Regions from separate parts of the Sus scrofa genome. Here region 2 is linked to region 1. A link is a contact called in public HiChIP or PLAC-seq data. All regions are on one chromosome and are shown on one strand. The core of a region is the stretch at or near the end of the contact, and the rest is flanking DNA. Distances in the headings are between cores, read along the strand shown. Region 1 has its middle 46 kb from the start of TRNAE-UUC. Region 2 overlaps TSC22D1 (TSC22 domain family protein 1).

Region 1 (6,661 bases), core at 1,073-3,572:
CTCCTTATGCTGCACCTGTGGCCCTTAAAAAAAAAAAGACAAAGTGGCCATAAAAAGAAAGAATCTTGCTACTTTATAAAACCTTTTACATTTATTTATTTTTACTGAAATATAGCTGATTTAACAATGTTGTGTTAATTTCTACTGTCCAGAAAAATGATTCAGTTACATATATATACTCTTTTTTTATATCCTTTGCATTATGGTTTATCACAAGATATTGAATAGAGTTCCCTGTGCTCCCAAGTAGGATCTTGTTGCCTATCCCCTCCATGTAAAATAGCTTACCTCTGCTAACCCCCAGGTCCCACTCTATTCCTCCCATTGAATCTTGTACCTGACTTACGCTCATTCACAGGTGCTAAAAAAAATCATAGAACACATTGGCCTCTGTGTCTGCAAAGTAAATGCTCTACACCTTTGGTGAATATCTGACGCACTAAAATGAAACTCTGAGGTTGGGGACAATGCAGAAGTCCCCAGATGGGGCTGCCACCCAAAGGCAAAATTGCATTAGGAAACAAGGCTAGGAACTCCAGGTTAACACTGAGTGTTTTATTATTTTAAAAGCTCCAAGATCTAAATTCTGCCTCTCAAGATCTAAATGCATGCACTTTCATAAATGGCGTAAATGTACTATTCAATTGCCTTAGATCATTCTGACGAGGTGAGGTAACAATTGGCAGGTAACTATTTAAAACTACTCTTGCTTTCCCTTGCCATCAGCATAAGGGAAAGGCCATTTTATATTTTAAAAATTACTGGTTTAATGAAATCAAAGATTGATATGTTTCAAATATGTTTACCTGATTTGGGCTGCTAAATAATTGCCGTCCTCCACCTCTGTCTCCTCAAAAAAGATCTAAACTCGAAATTCAACTCAATTTCATCTGATTTGGATTCAACATATTTTGGAGAAAAACCAACGCTTTTACCCAGTGTACTTTTGCCAAAACTAATACTGAGAGTTTACATGGATTGATGAAATATATGCCAGTCACTGCACTGAGGGCTTAAAGTATATTTCCAGATACACTCTGTTATCTTCATGACAAACCCACTAAGGGAGATCCTATTATCATTCCCATTTTACAGATGTAGAAACTGAAGGCCATGATGCTTAAGTCACTTGCGCAACATCTAGGTCAAATCAATTTGACTTTAGGTCTGCCCTGCCCAACACAGCCTACTTGAAATACGGCTCGGTTGAATTGAGATGTGCAATTTAATGTGTAAAATACGCATTATATTTGGTAACTTGGTGTGAAGAAAGTTATGTAAAATATCTCATTAATAATTTTTTTTGTCTGTTTTCTTAGGGCCGCACCCACAACATATGGAGGGTCCCAGACTAGGCGTCGAACTGGAGCTGTAGCTGACGGCCTACACTACAGCCACAGCAGCAACACGGGATCTGAGCTGCTTCTTGGACCTACACCACAGCTCAGGGCAATGCCAGATCTTTAACCCACTGAGCAAGGCCAGGAATGGAACCTGCATCCTCATCAATGGTAGTCAGATTTGTTTCCGCTGAGCCACGATGGGAAATCCCATTAATGATTTTTAAGATATTGATGATATGTTGAAATAATATTTTGGACACACTGAATTTTTCAAAAGGTGTTAAAATGCTTTTTACCTATTTGGGTTTTTTTTTATTAAAGTATAGATGATTTACAATTTTCTGTCAATTTCTGCTGTACAGCATAGTGACCCAGTCATATATATGTGTGTATTATATATTTATTCTTTTTCTTATAGTATTTTCCATCATGGTCTAACCCAAGAGATTAGATATAGCTCCCTGTGCTATACAGGAGGACCTCATTGCTTATCCATTCTAAATGCAATAGTTTGCATCACCTAATTTTTTTTTTTACTTTTGGTTAATGTGGCTCCCAGAAAAGTTGATAGTCCACATGCCTTCACTCAGGGCTCCCATCATACTTCTACTGGCCCACGCTGCTCTTGAGCCTAAACTCTGTGCCATTTTGCTCTGCCCTCCAAAGGAACTAGTTTATACCCTTCCCACTAATGGCAAAGTAAGATCTTCTTTCATGGCGAGATGTATGTGTTGTTCGTAGGCGAGGGAACCAAGACATAAAATAGTTAAGACCCAAAGTCAAACGTTAATCCTGACACCATCTTCCAAGCCTGCTGAGAACAAAAGATCACACACCCTCCCCTTGGCTTGACTTGCTTGACCTGCTTTCCAACCTGGACAGGAGCCACGAAGTTCGAGAAGTTTAATGACTGTCTGAGGTTTAATGTCTCATCAAAAACCAAACACCGCCCTTGCCTGTATTTGCGTTCTCGCTTTATGTACACTTGTGCTCTGAGTGGAAAGAACACAGCGAGGTGGTGAGGGATGCCAGTTGGTGTGGCTTTTTTACTGGGGGTCATGGGTTGGTTTTTATAAGATCAATACTTCAGTCATAGCATGATAATCCCTGGGTTTACATTTGCAAGGAAAAGATATAAAACATGGGCTCAGAAGCCAATTCATGGAAGGGCCTCAAGACCCCTTCAGAAAGCCAAAGCCATTCAGAAGCTCTCATCACCACTCAGATGCTGCACGGGTTCAGAGCTGAGGCTGGACTTGCATATGTTCCTCTGAAAGGTCCCCACGCAGAAAACATTTCCTGAAATGTGAGCAACTCCACAGATGCCCTCTAATAGCCCAGGGCAATTAAAACCCAAGACGTTCTGGGACTTGCTGCGGAGCCCTTGGTCCGGCCCAGCCCCTCTCCAGCTCTGGACATTTGACGTCTAGGCTTATTTACTTAGTTCCCTGGAGCACAGGGCGGCTTTGCTCCGTCCCTGCATCCACCTGCGAGAGCTCTATTTAAAGAGCTTTCACAGTGTTCTGAACATGCCCCTCGGAGCCAAGCCCTCAGCTCAACGCTTCAACACCCTCCCTCTCCTACGTTTGCCCAACATGCCTCTCCCTCTTTCGTCCTCTACGTCTGCTCTCTTCCTTGCAAGCATGTAAAGGAAGAGGCTGTGGCACGGAAAACCCTCCACGGGAGGTGCTAAGGCTGGCCCTCCGCCCTGCAGCCCCTCCTTAGTGGGGATTAAGTGTTCCTCCCATGTGTCCCCACACGGGGCAGCTGTCCCAGAGCCATTTGGGATTTACCAGTGACACGCTGGAGGGCTGCGTGGGGAGGACAGAGGCCCCATGTGCTTTATTCATAGGTCTGTGAGGGCTTGCATAAGCCCTCTCTGTCTAGAGATACACAACTCTTCCCTTCCCCATTTCCTCATCCTTAAACTTTTATCTTTCTTGACTCATTATGGGCTTGATGTTCCTAACAGACAGCATCCTATGTAGCAATGACAGAACACGCGCAAATCTGGAGGCTCAGATTCTATTCACTCTGCTGTACAGCAGAAATTGAAGGAACACTGTAAATCAACTCTGCTTTAATAACTTTTTTTTTTCTTTTTAGGGCCACACCCACAGCATATGGAAGTTCCCAGGCCAAGAGGTAAATCGGAGCTACAGCGGCTGGCCTACACCACAGCCACAGCAACACACAGGATCTGAGCTACATCTGCCACCTACACCACAGGTCACAGAAACACCGGATCCTTAAGCCACTGAGCAAGGCCAGGGATCAAACCCAAGGCCTTATGGAAACTAGTCAGGTTTGTTACCATTGAGCTGCAATGGGGGCTCCCATATATTTTAATAAAAAATTTAAAAGGGAATTCAAATTGGAACTAGAATTAGAAAAAAAAAAAAGAGAGAGAGAGAGTATAAGCCTGATGTTAAGCAAATATTCTCATCAGAACATGGAGTCCATCTCATTGCTTCGTGGAAAACTCCTGATCAGGCAAGGTGAGGGCAACAAAGCTGAGACGGACCTTTATCAAGGAACATGAGCCCTGGGGGCTCTTGGGATGCAGTTCTGAAGATTCCTGAGGAGTCCTGAGGTTAGGAACAGAGGGGTTTATGACACCCTCCGCAAGCTTTCATGGTCTCAATGGAAACAGAAATCTCTCTCTCTCTGCAACAAAATAGAATTACTGTGACTTTTTCTTCCTCACATCCCTTGGATCTCACCCAACATGTCCCCCATATGGCTCAGAGGAAGGCGTTGGCCTTGCACTCAGTGTATTCTCTGCCGTTTGTCCTAATTAGGTCCTGGGACAGACGTGAGCATGCCTCTGGACATCCTCCTACCACACATCCCATTTGTCACTGCTCTAGGCCAGCCCCTCTCCACAACTCTGTTTATCCAACAGTGCCTGACGTCTGAATGGGAAGGAGAAGGAAGATCTGCTCAGAGGGAGGCACACAGTCCAGGGAGCCGCTTGGCCTGGACTTACAATGATTCCGAGATGATGGGGGCAGAGGTTCACTCAGACCTTTCTGCCTTTTCTTTTTTCTTTTTCTTTTTTTTTTTTTTTTTTTTTGTCTTTTTGCCTTTTCTAGGCCCGCTTCTGCAGCATATGGAGGTTCCCAGGCTAGGGGTCGAATCGGAGCTGTAGCCGCCGGCCTACACCACAGCCACAGCAACACAGGATACGAGCTGAATCTGCAACCTACACCACAGCTCATGGCAACTCCAGATCCTTAACCCACTGAGCAAGGCCAGGGATCGAACCCGCAATCTCATGGTTCCTAGTCGGATTCGTTAACCACTGAGCCACGATGGGAACTCCAGACCTTTCTGCTTTTGTTTTCTGTCTTTTTGGTGGTGTTATTATTGGAGGCCATTAAAATTTTTGCTTTGAAAAAGTTTTAAATACAAGAATATCTGAGGCAGTGATTATAAAGGGAACCTCACTTTTAAGTCCAAAATGTTCCACCCGAATTGGAATTTCCTGTCAAGTTTCCTCCCTTGATTATTTGTCTTTATAGCCGTGCGATTTCCAATTGATTTTATATTTAGGAGTGGTTCCCAGAATTCCTAAGACAATAGACATTTTATTTTTAAACGTTACATGGCGAAATGAATCCTCACATGTAAGAGAATTATGCTCATGGAACAACAGATGCGATTCAGAAGTAACCTTCATCGCCAGAAGAAGAATAGCATGAGACTGGCTTTCTGCAGGGCAAGGTTAAGTGGCTGGATTATTCAGAACTCTTTAGGATAACAATGGCAGAAAACCAACTCAAACTACTTTAGCAAAATCATGTATTGCCTTATGTATCTGGGATATTTATGAATGAATATGGACCTCAGGCAAGGCTGGATCCAGGTACGAGAACAATGTTTTCAGGACTCTGACATGTGTGATCTTCATTTCCAGGTCTGGCTTTGCTCTGAATTTTTAAAAATTTTTATGCCTTCCTGTTTCATTTAATAACAAGGGGAGAATGTCTATGGGTTGTTCTAGACCACAAGCTTCTGGTTTAGAAGTCCTAGTGGAAGAGAATAGCTCTTTCCCAGTGTGTAAATAAATCAACCTCTCAGAAGAATTTTCTTTTTTTTCCCTTTTTTCCTTTTCTTTCTTTCTTTCCTTTTTTTTTTTTTTTTTTCCAGGCCTGCATTGTCGGCATATAGAAGTTCCCAGGCTAGGGGTCAAATCGGAGCTGTAGCTACCAGCCTACACAACAGCCACAGCAACGGTGGGATCCTTAACCCACTGAGCCAGGCCAGGGATCAAACCCGAGTCCTCATGGATGCTAGTCGGATTCATTACCACTGAGCCATGATGGGAACTCCCTCCAGGTATAATTCTTGATTTATTAACTTGAAGATTTTTCCTTCCTTCCACACCCCTCCCTTCCTCATTCCCTCCAAGCTATAGTCCAGCTGGGGACAAAATTAAAACTATATTTGAACAATCATAGATAAACAGCAGAGTCCTACTGGATAGCCCAGAGAACTATATTCAATATCCAGTAATAAACCTTAATGGGAAAGAATATGAAAAAGATTATGTGTATATACATATTCTTAACTGAATCACCTTGCTGTACACCAGACATAAACACAGCCTTGTAAAGCAATTAGACTTCAATTTTTTAAAAAAAACCAGGAGCTCCTTTGTGGCTCAATGGTAACAAACCTAACTAGTATCTATGAGGATGCATGTTCGATCTCTGGTCCCACTAAGTGGGTTAAGGGACCAGCATTGCCTCAAGCTGCGGTGTAGGTCACAGACAAAGCCTGCATCCTGTGTGGCTGTGGGGTAGGCCAGCAGCTGCAGCTCTGATTCAACCCCTAACCTGGGAACTTCCATATGCTGCACATGCGAGCCTTAAAAAAAAAAAAAAAAAAAAAAAAATCAAAACTGACCAATTATCTTGTTCGAATGGCTGTCCACCCAAAGCCCCCAAACCCACTGCTTCACTATGTGGGATAACAAGATTCACAGGCTATGGAAGCACAGCTGAACTTTGTTCAGAAGCACACACAATAGAAATACGTGTAAACTGGGGAGGTATGCAAAGGATTACGCCACAGCCCCCATCTGAAAAGTGGTTAAAGCAGTTTCTAGCAAAGTCTTGAGCTGAAAAGAGAAACTTCCCTACACATGGTCCACAATACATGTGGTTCTCACAATAGGCCACAGACACCGGGCCGGTGGAGTAGGGGCGCTTTTCATTCCAGCTGCGAGAACAGTTCCTGAGAGAGGGCTGGAAATGGTTAGGTCTCTTGTCCACACTCAGAAGTCGTCTAAAACCCCCCAACACAACCCAGTG
Region 2 (6,661 bases), core at 2,387-4,886, 200 kb before region 1:
AAAAGTTTGGGGAAATTCCTTTCAACATCTGGGTAGCTACAGCATGATAACTAAGAAGGAAATCGAAAAATGTTACCTTTTCTATTTTTTTTCATCTTTTCTTTTATCACCCTTAAGACTCAAAACCTTGAAGGATGTTCTAATTAAAACCCCTTCTGAGAATGATCTGATTATCTGAAGAAAAAATAAATTATTCATTAACTGTTGTCAGAATTACTAGAAGCCATCTACAAAAGAGATAAAGTCGGATTTACTCAGTGAACCAAAATGAACTACAAAGGGGTCAAATATTTATATAGAAAAAAATGAAGTCAATAGTCAAAGTAAACATAATACCTTTACACCCTTGGAGTAAAAGTCTTTCTAACTCAAAATTTTAGTCATAAGAGGAAACTTTGATGAATTTGACTGCATAAAAAGGAAAACCCTCTGCCTGTTCCCCTCCCCAAAATCTGCTCTGAGCAAAATCAAAAGACAAATGTCCAAGTGAGAAAAATATCGGCTACTCTTCATATCACCGACAAAGGGCTAATCAAAAAAAGAAAAACCATCTCAATAGAAAATAGGCAGAAAATATGAACAGGTAGTTCAAGGAAACAAAAACATATGAAAAGAAGCTTAAAGTCACTCACAAGAAATACGTAAATCAAAACTGCTCTGAGGAGTTCCCACTGTGGCCCAGTGGAAACGAATCCCACTAGTATCCACAAGGACGCAGGTTCGATCCCTGGCCTTGCTCAGTGGGTTAAGGATCCAGGGTTGCCGTGGTCTGTGGTGTAGGACACAGACAAGGCTCAGATCCGGCATTACTTGTGGCTGTGGCGGGGGCCAGCAGCTGCAGCTCCAATTTGACCCCTAACCTGGGAACTTCCACATACTGCAGGTATGGCCCTAAAAAAAAAACCAAACAACAACAAAACAAAAACAAACAAATAAACTGCTCTGAGATACAATGTTCACCTAACGGATAGGCAAAAAATCTATAAATTCAAAAATATACTCTAATGACAAAGCAATAGAGAAATACATATTCTCATCCATTGCTAGTAGGAGTATAAATTGGTAAGATGGCCACCACTTGACAATATTCCTCGAAATTACAAAATGATATCCTCTGACCCCGAAATTCTATTTCGAGGAATTTATCTTATGAAAATACTTACACAGTTAAGAAATGAAACATATACATGGTTATTCATTACAGTATTAGTAAAAGATAAGAAACAACCTAAATATACATTAATTAGAAGCTGGCTGGATTTCCCATTGTGGCTCAGTGGTTAACGAATCTGACTAGGAACCATGAGGTTGTGGGTTCGACCCCTGGCCTTGTTCAGTGGGTTAAGGATCTGGCATTGCCATGAGCTGTGGTATAGGTCACAGACGAGGCTCAGATCTGGCGTTGCTGTGGTTGTGGTGTAGGCTGGTGGCTACAGCTCTGATTCGACCCCTAGCCTGGGAACCTCCATATGCCCAGGGAGCAGCCCCAGAAAAGGCAAAAAGATTAAAAAAAAAAAGAAGCTGGGTAAGTGAAATATGGTATATCTATGTAGTGCAGTACTATACAATTATGTTAAAAAAGAGAGAGAAGGTAGTCTGTTTACCATACTAAAAAATGCAAAGGACAGAATAGTGTATACAGTGTGCTAGCTTTTGCATGAAATGTTTAAAAGTGAAAAAATAATATTGATTCTGAATTGGTTGAATATGCATATAGAATGTCTGAAAGAATAAAGAATTGCTTAATAGTGGCGGCTAGGGCTAGGGTTGGAGAGGTAGGTAGTGCTGGTGAATTTGGAACAGAGGTAAGAGCAACACTTTCCAATATGTACTGTTTTTAAATCTATTAAAATTTTTAAAAAGAAATGTCAGTTCAAATAAGCAGTAAGGAACTTCACAGAGGGAATGATAAGGATATTAACATGAACAAAACCCATAATTCAAATATACTATTTTGGAGAGTAGCTAAACATTTTTCATGTTGCCTTTTTTTTTTTTTTTTTTTTTTTTTTGGCCTTTTTAGGGCAGCACCCTAAAAAGGTTCCCAGGATAGGAGTCCAATCAGAGCTGTAGCTGCTGGCCTACACCACAGCTCACAGCAATGCCAGATCCTTAACCCACTGAGCAAGGCCAGGGATCGAACCTGCATCTTCGTGGATGCTAGTCGGGTTTGTCCACCACTGAGCCACAACAGGAACTCCCATGCTGCCTTTCTATAATACTTTTTGAAATGGATGGTTGAAAGAGGAAAGGGAGTTGATTTTAATAAAACATATCCCATTTCCAAAAAGTAGTTTGTAAATGTTTTAGCTCATCTGTATTGTCCCTAGAGTGATGTGCTGCTTTATCTGCACAACTTTAGCACACATGCTATTAAAAAAAGTTTTCTAGTTGATAATTATTAGTGTGCTTGGGGATTTGGGGACACTAGAAATTCATGCTGAACGAGGAAGCACACCCTCTTCCCATTTCCCTTCCACCTGGAGGACCAACTTCAATTCTAATGACCCCACTTTAAAAAAAAAAAAAAAAAAAAAAAAAAAAAAAACCTCTCTTAATAAATAGAGTTCCTGAAAACTTGAGATCCAGGCTCCAAAAAAGTATCTGGGTAGAATGGCTAATGGAAACTAGCCATAGGGTAGCCAGAGGCCAGAAAAGAAACCCAGGACATCTCAAGAGATCAGAAACACCCAAGCCATCTTTAAAACATACCCAGTGACTGTGTTACCCCAGTAAAGAAATATTCTTCCTTACTAATAATGAAAAAGCAATAATACTACAAATGAAATATGATTGGATTTACGTTTGTTAAAAGTGGTAAAATGTAAAGCACTCTATCGAAATTCCACTAAGTAGATGGAGGGGCAAGAGAAAAGCAGAGGATTAAGAGTTACAAACTGTTACCTGTACAAAATAAATAAGCCACACGGATATACAGTAGAGTACAGCACAGGGAGGATAGCCAGTATTCTATAATAAATATAAATGGAATATCATGTATAAAAATATTGAATCGCTATGTTATAGACCTGAAATATAAACCTGCAAATCACTATACTTCAATTAAAAAAAAAAAATTCATGGAGTTCCCCTATTGTGGCTCAGCGGGTTAAGAACCCAACAATATCCATGAGGATGTGGGTTCAATCCCTAGCTTCAATCAGTGGGTTAAGGATCTGGTGCTGCCACAGGCTGTGACATATGTGGCAGATTCAGCTCAGATGCCCTGTGCTGTGGCTTAGCGTAGGCCAGCAGCTGCAGCTCCAATTTGACCCCTAACCCAGGAACTTCCACATGCAGCAGGTGCAGCCCTAAAAAGAAAAAGAATTAAAAAAATAATAATAATTTAAAAATCCACTCAGTAGAAAAGATGAGATTGAGGCACTTGCACCCTCTTCCCTCAAAGGAGGATTTTAAAGGTCCAGATTTGCCTGAATTATTCCCTTCCTTTCCTCTCCTACTTCGAGAAACAGCAACACCATTAACAGGAGCTTCTCAAAAAAGAAAATAAAACATTTTGGCAAAAGTTGGTTGATGACCACTAAGATGAAGAGGGGAAGGGTTAGCAGTTCCCCCGCCCAAGACCAACCCCGGGGTTAGTCACTCCTTCTTGCTGCTGATCTCTTAGCTCTAAAACGAGCCAACAATCTAAAAACGCAACCAAGAGTGACAGTTGTCTGCTCCACCACGCTCCCTCCCGTCAGGGATCTGTGACATGTTTATAACCCACGTATACACGTGCGTGTTCATGTGTTTGTGTGCTTACACCAATATACGTATATGTATGAGACATAAATATAATTAGATCCAGATTGTGTGTAAAATACACACAAACACAACTTTTTAGCCATTAGAGGTAACAACTGAAATGGAAGCTAATTTTCAAAACTTAACTCATCCTGCGCTATAGCCATTTCACAAACGAGAATTTTTATTTTGTTACATGGTGTGTGCGCTTACCTGTGACCACTACATACAAAAAAATAGGAGAGCAATGGTAATGTCATTGTTTCCATTTAAAAAAATATTAAATTGTTACCTACTCACTAAAATATTAAGTAAAAACCGGAGAAAATCAACAATGAGCATAAATTACAATTCTTCCCAGAAGAGTTTAGTATCTCCTACAGTTTCTAAGCCACATTAATAACAGAAAGCAAGCATTACATTTCACACTGAAAATGTATGGGAACATTAAAATCTATTTTAAACGTGCAACATCTATCAAAACCTGAGGGTTCTAGAGCATTTTCCAGCGACGCTGGTATTTTCTTTAAACACCTACAAATTAAATCGATCTCAAGAATATGTCAGCCTGTTTAAAAATAGTTGTGGCAAAAAAAGAAGTTAAAAATCCCAGAAGAAAATGAATATGCTGCTTCAAAGTGGAGGTAAACAAATTATATGTTAATTCACAGAGAGTATTTCTAATTAAACAAAGTGTCTCCTCCCCTCAAAAAGGGCAAAGTTAAAATTAGATTGCTTATTTTATTCATGGACGGTCCTAATTATAGCATCTAGCTATCAGAGTATCATGGATATTACTTTCATCAAACTTTGTTTTAATATTTATCTAAGACTGTACAATGGCCTGATTCAGAAGAGTTCAAAAACCTCGGAAATGAGAAACTGAGGGAGTCATGGTAATGGAAAAACCATGAGCAGTTAAATAAGGCTGGAATTTATTTTAACTGACACGCAAATTATTTTAATGTTGAAGGACCATGAGAGAAAAAAATCCCAATTCTTAAAACTATACTTTAAACCAATAAACTCCAAAACAGGGTATATAAACAGGGTATTTGGAGTAGAAAGAAAATACATTAAAATTTTAATCTTAGGAGTTCCCTTGTGGTGCAGCAAATTAAAGATCGGGCATTGCCACTGCAGCAGCTCGGGTCCCTGGTCCTGAAACTTCCACATGCCACAGGAGTAGTCAAAAAAAATTTTTTTTCCTCTTTTTACAGTCACACCTGCAGCATAGGGAAGTTCCTGGGCCAAGGGTCAAACTGGAGCTGCAGCTACCACCTACGACACAGCCATGGCAACTGCAGATCCTTAACCCACTGAGCACGACCAGGACGAACCCCCGTCCCCACAGAGACAACACTGAGTCCTTAACAAGCAAAGCCACAACAGGAACTACTCCCCTCCAAAAATTTGTAATCTTAAAAAAATAGGAAAGACTCTGAGCGGTGCTGGTATTTAATATTCAAACTGACACTGGCACCCACCCTCTATCCCTTGGTCAGATGGTCTCATCAAGTACAGTTTCAACTTATGTTCCATTCAGATTTCCTCAGTGGTAGTTTCACAAAGAAACAGGAATTTTCAGTAGGAATTTTACCAAGTTACTTTCATAAATTTTACTGAAGTTTATGGGCATCGGATTAAGTGAGTTATGTTATATTGCCTTAACTAAATAACTCACACCCAATAGAGAAATGGCTTTAAAATATTCCTAGAAAGGAATATAAGGATGAGGATAGTAATAATGCAAACACAAGCCAATAAAAGGAAAATGGCAGAGCTGAACACCCTTTTAACCACGATAACTGATACACACAGATGCCAATTAGACCTATGAAAAAAGAACCCCACAAAATCAACCAGAATTCATCTGAAAGATGGATTTATGTCCACTACCAAAACAATCATAGTCCTAAATACATACTATCCTCTGATCATTAATGAGAATATGAAGCTATCACTATTAGCAAGATACCTAAAAATTAAATATCCAGACCGTAAAGACAAATATTTACTTTTTTTTTTGGTCTTTTTGCCATTTCTAGGGCTGCTCCCATGGCATATGGAGGTTCCCAAGCTAGGGGTCGAATCGGAGCTGTAACTGCCAGCCTACACCACAGCCACAGCAACTAGGGATCCCATCCACATCTGTGACCTACACCACACACCACAGCTCATGGCAATGCCGGATCCTTAACCCACTGAGCAAGGCCAGGGATCGAACCCCCAACCTCATGGTTCCTAGTCGGATTTGTTAACCACTGAGCCATGACAGGAACTCCGACAAATGCTTACATTTTTTTAAAGCTATGTTTAAAGCCATGCAATCAATTCTCAATCCAGTTTTTCAACATTTTCCAACACCTACTAAGTATTCCTAACAATAACAAATAGTTACATAAGGAAATACTTCGCCCTTCCAATGGTAAAAATGGGTACATGATTTTAAAAAAACATATAGTGACGAAATACAATCCTTAATCAATACATATTATCAGAAGAAGGAAAGGAAAGACTGCATAGTGTTTGAAGAAAGAGCAAACTACATGGTCCAAGAGATTGGATATAAGATAAAATGAAGACACACTTCTTCCACATCTCAGCTTAAGGTATTTGCTAGATGGTTTCTTAAATTAAACACGCTGCCTTTGTGTGTGTGAAGAACTAAAGAAAAGTTTTACTGAGGAAGATGCAATCCCAATAGCAAATTTCCTCTTTTATAAACGTTATGTGTAACTTCTGTTGGAGCAGCTGCTTTAACTAGAAAAGGGATTCTCAGATAAATCAGAGAAAAAGGGATTCTTAGCAATTCATGTGAATGTCACTCAATGAGTCATTCAGATACAGGCAAGTTATTGCAGCAAAAAAGTTGAAATAAATGTGCACTAAATGCTCTAGGATTATCATCAGT

Evidence for each region. HiChIP or PLAC-seq counts read pairs in DNA pulled down with a chosen protein or histone mark.
Region 2: a contact with region 1 is called in an H3K27ac HiChIP or PLAC-seq map of skeletal muscle. The contact joins two enhancer-like sites. A contact is called at or near these places in 3 of 47 Hi-C or Micro-C datasets (epiblast stem cells, skeletal muscle and subcutaneous adipose tissue) and 1 of 2 datasets of contacts at active chromatin or transcription factors (skeletal muscle).

The regions. Positions count from the first base shown.
Region 1 is chr11:22,367,657-22,374,317 of Sscrofa11.1, reverse strand. No RefSeq gene overlaps it. Among named protein-coding and RNA genes, the nearest start is that of TRNAE-UUC, 46 kb to the right of the region's middle. Within about 2 kb of position 2,322, at least 12 of the 83 cell types and tissues checked have an H3K27ac peak or open chromatin away from gene starts, as enhancers often do. A contact at or near this core is called in skeletal muscle, where this site is marked.
Region 2 is chr11:22,568,851-22,575,511 of Sscrofa11.1, reverse strand. The region is part of intron 1 of TSC22D1 (TSC22 domain family protein 1); the gene reads right to left. Among named protein-coding and RNA genes, the nearest start is that of TSC22D1, 53 kb to the right of the region's middle. Within about 2 kb of position 3,636, at least 1 of the 83 cell types and tissues checked has an H3K27ac peak or open chromatin away from gene starts, as enhancers often do. A contact at or near this core is called in skeletal muscle, where this site is marked.